2 separate regions of the Mus musculus genome follow, and region 2 is linked to region 1. A link is a contact called in public promoter capture Hi-C data. All regions are on one chromosome and are shown on one strand. Each heading gives the region's core, a stretch centred on a gene start, on an enhancer-like site or on the middle of the called end of the contact. The rest is flanking DNA. Distances are from core to core; before and after follow the strand shown.

Region 1 (7,532 bases), core at 3,245-5,744:
GTTGTGTATGCACTCTGGGACTACAGCGCAGAGTTTGGGGATGAGCTGTCTTTCCGAGAGGGCGAGTCAGTCACTGTGCTGCGGAGAGATGGGCCAGAGGAGACTGATTGGTGGTGGGCCTCACTGCACGGCCAGGAAGGCTATGTGCCGCGCAACTACTTCGGGGTGAGCCCAGAGGCTACCTGGCGGGAGTTCCCTATTAATGGGTTGGGCCAAGCTGATCTGTTATCCTAGCACTTTGGAGGCTGAGGCAGGGGGGTTGCCGAGAGTTCAAGGCATGACCTCTTATAGGTTCCCCCACATCTTTCTGCTCTTGCCTGGCTGGTGCTTGTTCTGATGTTTTGATTGGTCCTAGGTGGGGCTGGTGGTTAGATGGTGGCCCCCTTCTTAGGGGTAGGATAGGTGCTGCTGGGCTCCTGGTGTCTGATAGTTCTCTTTCCTTAGCTCTTCCCTAGAGTGAAGTCTCAGCGGAGCAAAATCTAGTAGGCATGAAGGATGATTGTAAAGGAGAAAAGTACAAGCCAGCCCGCCTTCCACCCGGACCTGCCCGATCCAGCTAGCTAATCTGCGCCGCTGCTCTCCAGAGGGCACCGGAAATTCTCTGCTCCCTGAGAGGCTCAAGGGAGGGCGGCCCCAGACTGAAGATTAGGAAGCTGCCTTAAGCATTGGGGTGAGGTGGGGCTGGGGACCCTTGCAGGCAAGATCTCCCACCCTGCCCCCAACATACCCACGTGCCCAGTCAGATCTGGTTTTAAGTGCCTCCTACTGGCAGCAAGCCACTGCACTATCCTAGCTGAGCCAGGGAGGCTACCCACCCCTTCATTTCTCTCTGAGTCCTTTCCTCCTCTCTCCCAGAAGTCCCCATTCTGCTCAGCAGCCCCCATTCTTCCCAGAAGCTTAGGGCCTGTGTGAGGACCCCATGTCCCCAACCAAGTGCCTTCATACCATGTGGCTTAATGTTTATAATGACATGGGAAACATTTCCTTTATAAATAAAGGTTGTTTACCCAGAAATGAACATCATTTTGATTCTGTTCAGACAACATGACTGCTGTCCGTGTTGGTTAGTTTTCATCAACTTGACACAAACCTAGACACAAACCTAGACACAAACCTAGACAGAATAGTTCTCACAGGTTTGTCTCACGCATGAGTCCAATACTTTAATTTTCTTGTTAGTTTTGTGAGTCAGCGTCTTGTTATGTAGGCCGTGGCCTGGAACCTGCTTTTTCCTCTCAAGTGCTGGCACTGAAGATGAACACCACCATGTCCAATCTTTTTTATTTAGAAACAGGATATTATGTTTGGTTTAGGTGAGCTTTTTTTTTTTTAATTTTTTATGTATTTATTTATTTATTTTATGTATATGAGTACACTAGGGCATTGGATCCACATCATAGGGCTGTGAGTCACCATGTGGATGCTGGGAATTGAACTTAGGACCTCTGGAAGAGCAGCCAGTTCTCTTAACATCTAAGTCATCTCTCCAGCCCGTTAGGCGAGCTTTAAACCTGAAATCCTGTGTCTCTGACCCTGTAGGAGCTTGAAGGGACGGATAGGTGCCACCATGATCAGCTACTATTAATTATTAATTAGTTAATCTAGCAAAAAAAAAAAAACAAAGAAAGCCATCTTAATCGTGTGACATTAGCAAGTCATACAAATAAAAAGGGACCAGTGAATAGAATTGTTTAAAAAGGGAAATAAAGAAAGAAAAATAAAAAGGTCTGGTTCCACCTCCCCCAAGCCCATCTTCAGGGTCCTAACATGAGGTTTAAGTTTAGAAAGCAAGAGGTATGTATTATTAGCCAAGCAGTGGTGGCGAACATCTTTAATCCCAGCACTCAGGAGGCAGAGGCAGGCAGATCTCTGTGATTTCAAGGCCAGCCTGGTCTACAAAGCAAACTGCAGGACATTTGTAACATGAAATCCAAGAGCTGCCAAGATGGCTCAGCAGGTAAGCACACTTGCCAAGCCTGCAGCCCTCGTTCAAGCCTCAGGATCCAAGGAATGATGGAAGGAAAGAAGCTATTCCTGAAAGTTGTTCTCTGATAAGCACAGCGAATGCGTATGGAGCAAATACATAAATAAAACCATGTGGCTAATACATTTTTTTTAAAAAGGGTAATTTAAAAAAGAAAGAAAATGGGGTTGGAATGACAGCTCGGTGATTAAGAGCTGTCTTCAGACACACCAGAAGAGGGCATATTGGATCCCATTACGGATGGTTGTGAGCCACCATGTGGTTGCTAAGAACTGATCTCAGACACTCTGGAGGAGCAAGCAGCCAGTGCTCTTAACCGCTGAGCCATCTCTCCAGCCCCAGCTTTGAACTCTGTCTCTTTTTTTAAAGATTTATTTATTAATTTTATTTATGTGAGTACACTGTAGCTGTCTTCAAACACACACCAGAAGAGGGCATCAGATCCCATTAGAGATGGTTGTGAGCCACCAGGTGGTTGCTGAGAATTGAACTCAGGACCTCTGGAAGAGCAGCCAGTGCTCTTAACCACTGAGCCATCTCTCCAGCCCGAGGGCACTGTTACTCTTGCAAAGGATCTGGGCTTGATTTCCAGCACCTGCGTGATGGCTCACAGCCACCAATAGCTCCAGTGTCAGGGGATCTGATGCCTTCCGACCTCTGAGGGCACCAGGTACACACTTGATGCACATACATGCATGGGGCAAAACCCTCACACACACATCAAAAATAAAATAGTTAATTCAAAAAGAAAGAAAGGGGGCTGGAGAGATGGCTCAGTGGTTAAGAGCACCGACTGCTCTTCTGAAGGTCCTGAGTTCAAATTCCAGCAACCACATGGTGGCTCACAACCATCTGTAATGAGATCTGACACCCTCGTCTGGTGCATCTGAAGACAGCTACAGTGTACTTAGTATAATAATAAATACATCTTTAAAAAAGGAAGAAAGGAAGCCGGGCGTGGTGGCACACGCCTTTAATCCCAGCACTCGGGAGGCAGAGGCCGGTGGATTTCTGAGTTCGAGGCCAGCCTGGTCTACAAAGTGAGTGCCAGGACAGCCAGGACTACACAGAGAAACCCTGTCTTGAAAAACCAAACCAAAAAGAGGAAAGAAAGAAAGAAAGAAAGAAAGAAAGAAAGAAAGAAAGAAAGAAAATAGCCAGACATTATGGTATGCACCTTTAATCTCAGCACTCACTCCGGAGGCAGAGGCAGGCAGGTCTCTGTGAGTTCAAGGCCAACCTTGTTTATAGTGTGAGATCTAGGACAGTGTCAGAACTAAGTAGAAAGACTCTCTCAAAAAGAAAAGGGACTGGAGCTCAGTGATTAAGAGCACTGACTGCTCTTCCAAAGGTCCTGAATTCAAATCCCAGCAACCACATGGTGGCTCACAACCATCAGTAATGAGATTGGATACCCCCTTCTGGTATATCTGAAAACAGCTACAATGTACTTATATATAACAAATAAATCTTAAAAAAAAAAAGAAAGAAAAGAAAGGATGAAATGAAGGGAGGAAGGACTAAAAGGTGATATTTGAGCAAGAATCCAGAGATATGAAATAACTGACAGCATTGTCCAGCCCTCAGGTGGGTTAGCCACAAGCTGGGGCCAGCCACCCAGGCTATAGAGTGAGCTCCGGACCAGCTTGGGTTACATAGTACGACTGTCTACTGAGGCCTGTACCTCATGAGATGGCTCATGAGGTACAGGCCTTTTGACCTGAGTTCGATTCCCACACATAGTGGAAGGAAAGGACTGAACCAAATTCTGCAGGTTTCCTCTTCCTTCCACAGGCCAGAGGTATTGGATTCCATGGAGCTAGCCCTAAAGGTGATCGATCATAAGCTGCCTGATTTGGGGGGTGGGAGTGGAGAGTGGGGCGGCTGGGAACCCTGCTCCTCTTCAAAATCAGAAAGTGCTTTTAACTACTGAGTGATTCCTCCAGGCCCTTAATTAATGAAGTTTTGTTTGTTTGTGACCTATGCTTTAACGTCTGAGCCATCTTTCCAACCCATATTAATAAATGCTTAAAAACACGTGCTAGGCAGGGCAGTGGTGGGAAGCAGAGGCAGGTGGATTTCTGAGTTCGAGGCCAGCCTGTACTACAGAGTGAGTTCCAGGACAGCCAGGGCTACACAGAGAAACCTTGTCTCGAAAAAACAAACAAAAAAACAAAAAAAAACACCCGAAAAACAAAAAAATCAAGACGGTCTCCAATTTCTCTGTTATTCTCTCTTAAACACTATTTTCACGACTTGGACAACCAGAACAGAACCTGGAGGAGCGAAGCAGCAATGAACTCTATCGATTCTCTCGACTCTCTTCTTTCTGTGTTCTGCTCGAAGTCCTCGGCGATCCTCAGCGATGCCTCGGGCACCACTTCTCTCCGAAGTCCGCCCTCTCACCGCCATGCGCACGCGCCAATTTTCCGATTGGCAGAGTGACGGGAGGACTCGGCCAATGGCGTCCCGAGGAAGGTGTGTCTCTGGGTCACGCCCCCTCGTTGAATATTCAGGAGCGGGCGTGTGGACGCCGCGATCAGCCGCCATGAAGTGAGATGGGGTCTCTGAAAGAGCGGGCGGCTCTGCGGTGGGCAATGGGGCGGCGGGTGGGCGTCGCCGGGGCTGGGGCGCGGCGTGGAGAGGCTGCGGAGACCGGTCCGGGTGGCTTCGGGGTCCCTGGCGGCGAGACGCCACGAGGGCGGGCGGGCGGGCGGAGCGGAGGCCGAGGCGGCTCGAGAGCACCGGGCACCGACGCCTCACCGCCGCCAGGCTCAACGTGGACGGGCTGCTGGTCTACTTCCCGTACGACTACATCTACCCGGAGCAGTTCTCCTACATGCTGGAGCTCAAGCGCACGCTGGACGCCAAGGTGGGTGGCGAGGCTGCCCTCCTTGCATTCTGATGCCTCTGGCAGGCAAACGTCCTGGTCGGGGCCCGGGCCTTGCTATCCCAGCACCCGGAAGACCCAGGCAGGAGCATCGCTGCGATTTTGGAGGCCAGCCGGGGCTACACAGCGAGACCGTGTACTAACAACAATTGTAAATAACAAGGCGAGGAATGTCGCTCAGTTGGTAGGGTGCTAGCCTAGCTAGCAGGGGTGAAACTCTGGGTTCCATCCTGGCACCGCATAAACTGACTGATAGTAATTACAATTATGCCTGTAATTCTAGAGACAGGGTGGCTGAGGACAGATTGCTCGAGTTTGAAGTACAGTCTGGGTTTCATAGTGAGTTTCGGGCTAGCTAGGGCTATGTATAGGAAAACTCTGGAGGTATTCCTGGTAGTGACAATAGTGGAGGGAAGAAGGGGTTCCGTATGTGGAGGTCAGAGGACAACTTTGTGGAGTTGGGTTTTTCCTTCCACTTCTATTTCGGTTTTGTTTTGTTGTAGATTTATTTGTTTTATGTATGTGAGTACACTGTAGCTGTACAGATGGTTGTGAGCCTTCATGTGGTTGCTGGGATTTGAACTCAGGACCTCTGGAAGAGCAAGCAGCCAGTGCTCTTAACTGCTCAGCCATCTCTCCAGTCCCTCGTTGTGTTTTCTGAGACAGGGTTTCTCTGTGTGATTTTTGCTGTCCTGGAACTTGTTTCATAGACCAGGCAGGCCTCAAAGTCCCAAAAGATCCACCTGCCTCTGCCTCCTGAGTGCTGTGATTAAAGGCATAGGCCAACACCACCCAGATTTCTTATCATTTTATGTGGGTTCTAGGGATCAAATTCAGGCTGTTAGGTTTGATAGCAATCGCCTTTACCTGCTGAGCTATTTCAACAGCCCTGAACACAAACTTTTTAAAAAAAGTTTTCTTTTAGGTATACTTATTTCCAATGTGTGTATACATGCTACAGTGTGCACGTGAGGGTAGAGTTGGTTCTTTCCTTCCGTGTATGTCTTGGGGATTGAACTCGGGTGATCAGGCTTGGCCACAAGCACCTTTACCCGCTAAGCCATATTGCTGGCCCACCAATGTATTAGCCCTCACAACCTTGTTCCAAGTAAGGTTTATGGAGCTACTTAGAAGCAAGAATGCTGTGATCCTGAGAGGTAAAAGGTTCCTACTGTCTGCTGCTCAGTAAACTCATTAGCTGTGTCAGTAAGAGGGCCACAGAAATAGGGTTCAGCCTGCAGTCCCAGTACTCAAAGTAGAGGCAACAGGATTGCCAAAAGTTCAAAGCCAGCCAGAGATTCTTAGTAACTACTAGGCCTGCATAGCAAGATCCTTTGGGGTAGGCGGGTGAGGAATAAGAATTAACAATTAAAAGTCCAGCAGAAGAGGAGGAGCGGAGACTATCAGTCCTGGGGCCTTGACAGCGATGCCACTGCTGTGTGTGTTGCCTTGCTGTTCCCGGGTGGTGGCATGTCAAGGAGAGTTCCCCAGAGCGTACGTTGATGACAGAGAGCCTGTGTCTTACTACTTCTGTGCCCAATTTTCAGGGTCATGGAGTCCTGGAGATGCCCTCGGGCACTGGGAAGACAGTGTCCCTATTGGCCCTGATTGTGGCCTATCAGCGGGTGAGTGGCCTTCTGAGTGCCTGGAGTGGGGGCTGAGGGGTGGGGCTGGATGGGGCTGAGGTCCCTGTCACCCACAGGCTTATCCGCTGGAGGTGACCAAACTTATCTACTGCTCACGGACCGTGCCAGAGATTGAGAAGGTGGGCAATGCAGATGGGACCCATGCTCTGCCCCCTCCCCTGGGCCTTGGTGGTCCCCCATCTCTGCCCTCGGTAGCCCGGTGGGCAAGGACTTGTGCTTGCCCTGTGGTCCCCACCTAATGCTCCCATCATCTGAGCAGGTCATAGAAGAGCTTCGTAAGCTACTCAGCTTCTACGAGCAGCAGGAGGGCGAGAAGCTGCCGTTCTTAGGACTGGCTCTGAGCTCAAGAAAGAACCTGTGCATTCATCCCGAGGTGAGCCCTGCGCTGTCACCCTGGGCCACTCCATGCAAGCCCCAGAGGGAACCCGTTGTCAGTATGAGTGGGGCTTGCTGCTCAGTTGTTAGGCCAATGCTCATCCTTATGGCTAAGGGTAGCACCTGTACCAGGATCAGAAACTGCTTACATTCCACATGGCACCTCAGACTCACACATTTGACCTGTGACAGGTCAAAATCTAAATGGTAGCTTACTCAAAGGATTGGGTATTTTTATATACAGGCAAAATAAGATAATTTCATGACAGCCTCACGTCCTGCCTGACAGTATCCATTATGTTCATGCCGGTATTCCACAACCCACACACATCAGGGAACCAAAGCCCTGCTGAGCCAAGTGCTTGCAGAGAAAGGCCACTCAGGGATCGTTGTTTTCTGTTTGGGGTTTTTTTGTTTGTTTGGAGAGAAATTGAGGCACTTGTTTTTTAAAACCTTACATGTTTGTGTGTATGTGTGTGCACGTGGCGGTCAGAGGACAGCTTTGGGAGTCTGTTCTCTCTTCACTGTGTGGTCCCAGGTTGAAATCAGGCTGTCGGGCTTGGCGGTAGACATCCGCATTCACTGAACCATCCAGCTGGCCCTCTGCTTGGCTGGTTCTCTGTGATATGGATTGTCC
Region 2 (7,532 bases), core at 2,273-4,772, 170 kb after region 1:
GTAGTGGTCTTATTCTCATCTGGTGTAATTAACAACTTCACATTAAAATTGGGAAGAATAAACTAAACTCTGCCCAGCTGGGAGCTGCTGCCCTCAAGAGGTCAGGTTTATGGCAGAGAGCTTGAAAGTGAGATTGTGTGATACAGAAAGGGGAGGAGCATGGTAGGGTTCTGGGGGAGGAAAGGCTGTGGGGTGCAGTGGGTACCATGCTCAGTCAGAGGTCCAGGTTCCTTAGCAAGCCTTCAGGCTAGGATGCACTCTGCCTGATGCCTGTCTTCAGATAGCCATCCAGAGCACACCTGTATACTCTCCCACAGTGGGTCTGCAGTGGGCGTTAGAGTTTCCAGGCCTCCACACCCATCTCAAGGTGAAAGAACAGAGCAAAGAAATGTCTGATTTCTGAGCTGGAGTCCCAAACAGTACAATGTCACACCCAGCTAAGTCCAGGTCTCAAATAACATGGCAGAAACTGAACTTGCCTTTCTTGTGAGCCCAGGAAGTCAGACTAGGGCTGTCAGCGGCTCTGGAAATGAGAGGTATTTGTAGCCCCACCAGAAGAGAGCTCCTTTCCCACACATGCTGAGACAAGGTCCACTCCTGGAACCCTGAGGACACTGGGGGTTGGGAGTGGAGGGTCAGTGGGGGGAGCAGTGTGGAGGGCTGCTGTGGCAGGATACGACTCCTCTCTGGGGAGGGTCTCTTCAGCACTGACTATCCATTATTATTTTTTAAACTAGGTGGCCATGAATGAACATGGTGCCCCTAAGACTGGCCTTGAGCTCCCAATCCTCTACCTCCACACCTGGCTACTTAGTCTCATAAGACAAATAGTTACACTGGAGTAGGCTGATCATGTATAACACCCTGCAAAGGGTGTTAACAACTAAAAGCTGGGGGTGGGGGGTGCACATGCTATTGAGGAGACTGGGAAAACAAGCAGAACCCTTTTCATTTGGCAAAGCCAGTCCAAGGTGCACAGGCACCATCTCATCCAGAACACCTGTGACGCTCACGCTGAAGGCTCGCGAGCACGCAACTGGCACCAGTGAGGCCTGCAGCTCGCTCATAGGATGGGAGCTCCGGTACCATGGGGAATGTAGCAACGTCTGAGACAGGTTAAGGTGAAATGCAAGGTGTAGAATGAGAGTGAGGACCCAGCCATGACAATCGGGAGCCCTGACTTCACTCACTCACTCACACACACACACACACACACCCAGCCATGACAATCGGGAGCCCTGACTTCACTCACTCACTCACACACACACACACACACTCACACACACCACACACACACACACACACACACACACACAAGCTCTCCACCCCTGCCTGAGCCGGAGACCACACACACACACACACACACACACACACACACACACACACGCTCTCCACCCCTGCCTGAGCCGGAGACCACCAGCTGCGATCACACACACACACACACACACACACACACACACACACACACACACACGCTCTCCACCCCTGCCTGAGCCGGAGACCACCAGCTGCGATCACACACACACACACACACACACACACACACACACACACTGAGCCGGAGACCACCAGCTGCGATCACTCACACACACACGCACACACGCACGCACGCACGCACGCACGCACGCACGCACGCACGCACGCACGCACGCACGCACGCTCTCCACCCCTGCCTGAGCCGGAGACCACCAGCTGCGATCACTTGCACCTGGTGCTTCGGGAGATGAGACCCAGACAGGCCAGCCTACTACTACCTCTTCTTGTTACTACCATGTTCTGAGATGATGCTGGCATATGACCTGCGGTGGTAACGAGTCCCCTGCACAGGGACTAATACCCCAAAATGAGGGGTGGCTCGGGCTGAGGAGGGGCTTCATTTCCTCTATTTGTGCACCTGGCTTCCTTTTTACCCTGTGTCCTGTACCCTCACTCACCTGTCACTCAGGCTTCAGCTCCCACAGCACCTCCTCTTGGAGGTTTTACAGCCTGGGCACACATCTCTAGCCTGTAAGGGTTTGACTGTGGCTCACTCTGGTCCTAGAGCAAAGCTGAGTATGTGGGTGGGGTCACAAAAACAGTAAAGTTTCTGAACTTGCAATAACCAAACTCATAAGGCATGAGTGTATAGCAGCACATGCTGGAGCTGTCTCCTGCACCTTTACTGCAGCCTCAGCCCTGAACACACAAGCACACGAGGCATTCACAACTCATGCCGTCACACCATGTAAATAAATACCCATGCTGGATGCCGGAAATGCCTCAGTTCAGATCACATGTGTGAGCTGGAATGCTTTCAATGTACACACAGGCCTTCTGCTCATACAGAAACAGAGAAGTTTAATATGATAATATGCTAACATTTTCCAACCATCATCCTGAAGCAGGTGCAGAGTATGTGTAGCAGTAGTTGTACTGTGTTTAACAGCATACTTATCTCATTAGTATACAAAGTTTAGTATTTTCTTTTTCATTTACTTCCTGTACACACGCAGAGGTTAGAGGTCAACCACAGGACCACAGAATTGCTTTTCTCCTTCTACCATGTAGGTCAGGAGAAACCAACAAACAGGCTTGGCAGCAAATGACTTTCCCTCTGAGCCATCCTGTGTGCCCTGTTTCAGTTTTTAGTTATTTCAAATAAAAAAGGAGCTAGAGCGCGATGCTGCAGTGGTTAAGTGCAGCTGCAGCTTTCTCAGTATCTCCAGCTCTGTGGCCCCAGTGCTCTCTTTCTTCTGGCCTCCACACACAGCCCATTGCATGTGGCATGCACTCAGACAACTCTCAGGCAACTGTGGAGCTGCTGCTGCTCTCCTGTCTCCCACAGCTCCCTTTCCGGTTACAGGGCACAGAACTGAATCTGACTGGGTGAATGCTTGAACAACTATGAGAATACATCTAGCCTGGTGCTGAGGAGAGACTAAGCTCACCACGATTATCACTGACTAAAGCTTTCTGCTGGGGTGCACGCAGGCTTTCCTCTACGGCCCCAGCAGGATGCGTGCACCTGAAGACACTGATGACATTCTGCCTTGGGACATGAATGGATCTTCACAAAGAGGAAACAGTGACCCAATGAGGACACCCAGTTGGGAGTCAGACCTTGATTCCTTCTATAGAAGCTGCCTGTGCCAGGGACCTTGACTACTCAGGATGGCCAGACTTGTGTCACCTGAAACACAGCAGCAGAGGGAAGGTTCTAGAGACACAAAGAGTGAAGTGTGGTCCAATAGCAAGGTACTGACCACTCTCATTTGCCTCATATCCCTGATGGCCAGAAGATCCAAACTGCTGTAGGCCCTGCATCTTATCTAATGTTTGGGTCTCCATATACAGAAAACCACCAAGGACACACACAGAGAGACTTCTAGAAGCAGTAAGTGAGCCAACTCAGTAAAATTAAAGTGCTTTGTAAACAGCAGCAATCATCATCACAGTCCAAGGCCAGACACCTTGGTGACCAGGTAGTGGAAGAGCAGAGCAAACACAACTCTTACTGCAGAGAGAGGGACCCAGCTGCATCTAGGAACACTGCTTGCACACCCACTATTTACCCTTAAATATTTACCCAGGGCTGGATAGCTGAGGGTACACAATGGAAGACCTGGGGATAGGCAAGGCAGTGAGCACCAAGGGAGGTGTGGCAAGACAAAAGATACCCTAAGGGAGCCAGCCGGCTAGGGGTGCACGGGTAAGGAAAAGGCTGCAGCCCAAGCAGGCAGCTTGTCCACTCAAACCTGGCACTGAGTAGGACTGAGGAACCATCTCTCAGTTTGCCAATGAGCAAAACAGCTGCACTGCCCCAGGAGGTAAAGCTCTGTACTCAGGCCTTGAAAAGCTCAGCTGTTCAGAGGCAGGGCAGACTGGACTGAGTCTTCTGGATTCAATACCATCTTCTGGTCTCCTTAGGCACCAGGCACACCTCATAGTACACATGCATGCATACATGGAACACACACCCCAACTTAACATAGGGAAACCCAAAATGCTGGGTATGGTAGCATGCCTTTGTAATCCCAGTGCTGGGGAAGTAGAGACAAGCAGACCTGTGTAGGGTTCACTGGCCACCCAACCTAGCCTACCTGTCGAGTTTTAGGCTAATACAAGACCCTGTCTCAAAAAAAAGGCAGCCAGCACCTGAGATTGCAGTCTGACACTGATCTCCAATCTCTGTCACTATCTACAAGCCCACGGTGGCCCCATGCTGCCCTAACTGCTCCTACAAAATTCCATGCACTGTTGCTGGCCTTGTCCACCTTTTGTAAAGGGGTGCAAAGCAATGTGTCATCCCCTCTTCAAAACCATAGTTGACCAGTCCTTGAGACTCTGTGGCCTGGGGCCTTTCACTTCTCTAGGTAGCAGCCCTGACCAGAGTAGGGAGTGTGCAGTGGACTGCTGACATCAGTGCCTTACCTGCTCCCTCTGCAGAGGCCAGCACAGGCACATGGGTTCAGATCTTTAGGGAATGATGGAGCTTGAAGCTCGCATGTTCTCTGAACCAGATTCAACTCCAGTGAGAACAGGACACTGAAACCCACTTTTTCCTCTTAATAACATACCTCACCAGGGAACCTACAGTACCCTATAGGGTGATGTTGCCATTGGTATCCATATGACAACCCATCAATCAGTGATGGGCCTCAAGGTAGCCTGCGAAAGCACCTAACAGGGTTTGGGGTTAAGGAAGGACAGGCCACCAGAGAGCAGATCTTTCTTCTAAGTCTTTCTGAATAAAAGTCAGGTGCACTTGAGGTGGCACTGAAAGACAGGAAAGTGAGAAGCACTGGAGGAGACAGGAGGCCCTCAGGCCGGAGCCTGAGTGGCATCACTTGCCAGCTGAGAGTCAAGAATTCGGCACAACACATGGTGGCACATGCCAGGAGGTTGGCTGGAAGGGTAAAGGTGCTTCCGGACAAGCCTGACAATTTGGTGTTCGATCCCCAGGACCCACATAAAGTGGAATCAAAGTATGTACTACACAAAGCTGTCCTCCAATCTTTCCACGTGTACCATGACCTGTTTCCCCACATCATACACAGACACAAAGTGTACCAGTAACACTTTAAACATCAGAAAGAAAACAATTCACACCTGCCTGTGCAGAGCTGACATTTCTTTACCTAGTGGTATTTGAAATATGAATGTTAAAGCAGCAATGAACTGAGGCCTTGTGTATGACCCATGGATGACCTTACTCCTTCCCAGCTAAAACCTGCATTTCAGAACTACCTTTACAGTGGCAACAGGCCTTACTCCACTGTACAGCTTTCATGATCCTGGGTTGCCTTGGCAGCCCCTGAGCCTACCCAATGCGCCTCAGGAGCAATGCATTACCTCATCATCAAAAAGGAAGGAAAAATGGAGGGCCCTTTAGACATCTTTTCTCTGTATAGCCCTGGCTGACCTGGAACTCACTTTGTAGACCAGGCTGGCCTCGAACTGAGAAATCCGCCTGCCTCTGCTTCCCGAGTGCTGGTATTAAAGGCGTGAGCCACCACACCTGGCTTTAAAGACTTCTGTTTAAGAATCTTGTGTCCCTGTGTTTGTTTAGTACGTGGGTCCCACGTGACTCCAGGTGCCTTAAGAGAGCAGAAGCTTCAGACTTCAGCCCTCACGGGGCATTTAAACCACTTCAAAGCTAAAGTAGTCTGACGTGTTGCTGGGAACTGCACGCAGGACCTCTGGAAGAGCAGTGCCCTTAACCATTGAGTCACCTCTTCAGTTCGTGCTGAAACTCTTAAACAAAATTTTGCTGTGTGGTGGTGGCACATGCCATAATCCCAGCAACTAGGAGGCAGCCTGATCTACAGGGAAAGTTCCAAGATAGCCAGGGCTATACAGAAAAACTGTCACAAAAACAAACAAAATAAAAACAGCAAAACCAACAACGAAAAAAAATAACAACAACAAAAAATAAAATATAGAGTTATGAGTTTCTATGTCTCACATCTGTGCAGAAGGTCAGAAGAATGTGCCAGATCTCCATGGAACTGCAGTTATAGGCAGTTGTAAGCTGAATGATATGGGAGCTAAAATCAAACCCAGATCCCATGGGAAAGCAGCCAGTTGCCTCAACTGCTCGGCCATCTCTCTGGTCCCTAAATATTCCTCTTTTTAAGGGATCTTCAGTGACTACTCGCTCAACTCTACATCTGTGCCATCCGTTTTCTGTCACTTTCTTAAAGCAGCTGGGACTGAGCCTGAGGCCGTCTATGTGCCAGGCAAGCACTCATCACTAAGCTAGAAACCCAGTCCATTTGTTTGTTAGTTTTTTGAGAATGAATGGCTATCTGTGTCCTTTGGTTCTTAAACTTCACAAGGGATGCTGGTGTCAACTGGTCAAGAGGCTGAGGCAGAAGGACTAGAGAATTCAAGGCCAGCAGGACTACAGAGTGAGACTCTACTCCAAAAAACAAAACAAATCAAAACCACACACATACCCAGAAGACATCCAAATATAAGCAGCAGCATAAACACAGCACTACTTTACTGCTTTGGTGAACATCATGGAGTCTTGTCCCTCATGGTCTCTGTCCAGAAACACAAACTGAACCTGATGTTTCAAATGTTCCCAACCTATGACCTGGTAAAGTCATCTATGAACTTGCTCAAAAGCTACTCAGGGGCAAGAGGAAGATTTAAGGATTGGTTATTTCAGCGCTGGTCATCTCTGTGGTTGAAAACTGAAAGAAACCAGCTTAGCAGAGAGGACTGGCAAGTCAGAAACAGCAGGGGCAGCAGGGCAAGGCGGGCGGCAGTCCCCACAGTCCATGATGCATTTCATTCATTCATTCATTTATTTATTTATTTCCCTGAGGCAGGGTTTCTCTGTGTAGCCCTGGCTGTCCTGGAACTCAGAAATCCGCCTGCCTCTGTGCCCCCCCCCCCCCCCGAGTGCTGAGTGCTGGGATTACAGGCTTGTGCCACCACTGCCCGGCCCAAGATGCATTTTAAAGTGTACTTTTTTTTTGTTCTATTTTTTGAAGGGTTCAAGATCTGTAAACCAGGCTGTTCTTAAATGGTGGCAATCCTCATGAGTGCGGGGATGACAGGCATGAGCCATCATACCTGGTTGAGTCCTGAGTTTTGAGTCATCTCTCATATAACCAGGCTACCCTTGATCCTTGTCTCTCCTCCCAAATGCTGGCATTACAGGCATAAGCTATCATGCTTGGCCCTTTGGCCATACTTTTTAAAAAAATGGAAAGACAAGGCTGGCCTAGTGGCACATGCTTTTAATTCCAGCACACCTAAGAAAGAGGCATGCAGATCTCTCTGACTTTGAGGCCAATCTAATCTACAGTCTAGGCTGCATAGTGAGACCCTGTCTCAAGAGAGGAAAAATTAAAAATAAAAATGGGAAGATGACATGAAAAGGTGCAGTTCTGAACTTTCCTGTCATAGCCTAGCAGTTTCATCTGCCTCTCTCTGTGCCTGGGTACCACCCAGAGACCCTGGGAAGAAATAACAACCACCTACAAGAGCCCGGCACCCTGAATATTCTATTGCTGGTGCTTGTGCTAGTGTGAGGGAGG

The links. Promoter capture Hi-C pulls out the DNA fragments that hold promoters and counts their contacts.
Region 2: a contact with region 1 is called in a promoter capture Hi-C map of liver, with 2.1 times the contacts expected there. The contact joins the enhancer-like site here to the promoter of Ercc2 in region 1. A contact is called at or near these places in 10 of 39 promoter capture datasets (the 3T3-L1 cell line, the C10 cell line, cranial neural crest and 4 more), 3 of 484 Hi-C or Micro-C datasets (Sertoli cells, bone marrow-derived macrophages and female germline stem cell-derived STRA8 germ cells), 16 of 115 datasets of contacts at active chromatin or transcription factors (the 230-238 cell line, the SCID.adh cell line, bone marrow-derived macrophages and 11 more) and 3 of 9 other capture datasets (adipose tissue, liver and pancreatic islet).

The regions. Positions count from the first base shown.
Region 1 is chr7:19,377,523-19,385,054 of GRCm38.p6, forward strand. Ercc2 (excision repair cross-complementing rodent repair deficiency, complementation group 2) reads left to right here and starts at 4,495. Exons shown (of 23, transcript NM_007949.5): 1 at 4,495-4,537; 2 at 4,757-4,856; 3 at 6,422-6,499; 4 at 6,577-6,639; 5 at 6,780-6,893. The coding sequence starts at 4,533. Ppp1r13l (protein phosphatase 1, regulatory subunit 13 like) reads left to right here. Exons shown (of 13, transcript NM_001010836.3): 12 at 1-165; 13 at 445-1,011. The coding sequence ends at 483.
Region 2 is chr7:19,543,984-19,551,515 of GRCm38.p6, forward strand. The region is part of intron 1 of Ppp1r37 (protein phosphatase 1, regulatory subunit 37); the gene reads right to left. Among named protein-coding and RNA genes, the nearest start is that of Ppp1r37, 15 kb to the right of the region's middle. Within about 2 kb of position 3,523, at least 34 of the 459 cell types and tissues checked have an H3K27ac peak or open chromatin away from gene starts, as enhancers often do. A contact at or near this core is called in liver and pancreatic islet, where this site is marked.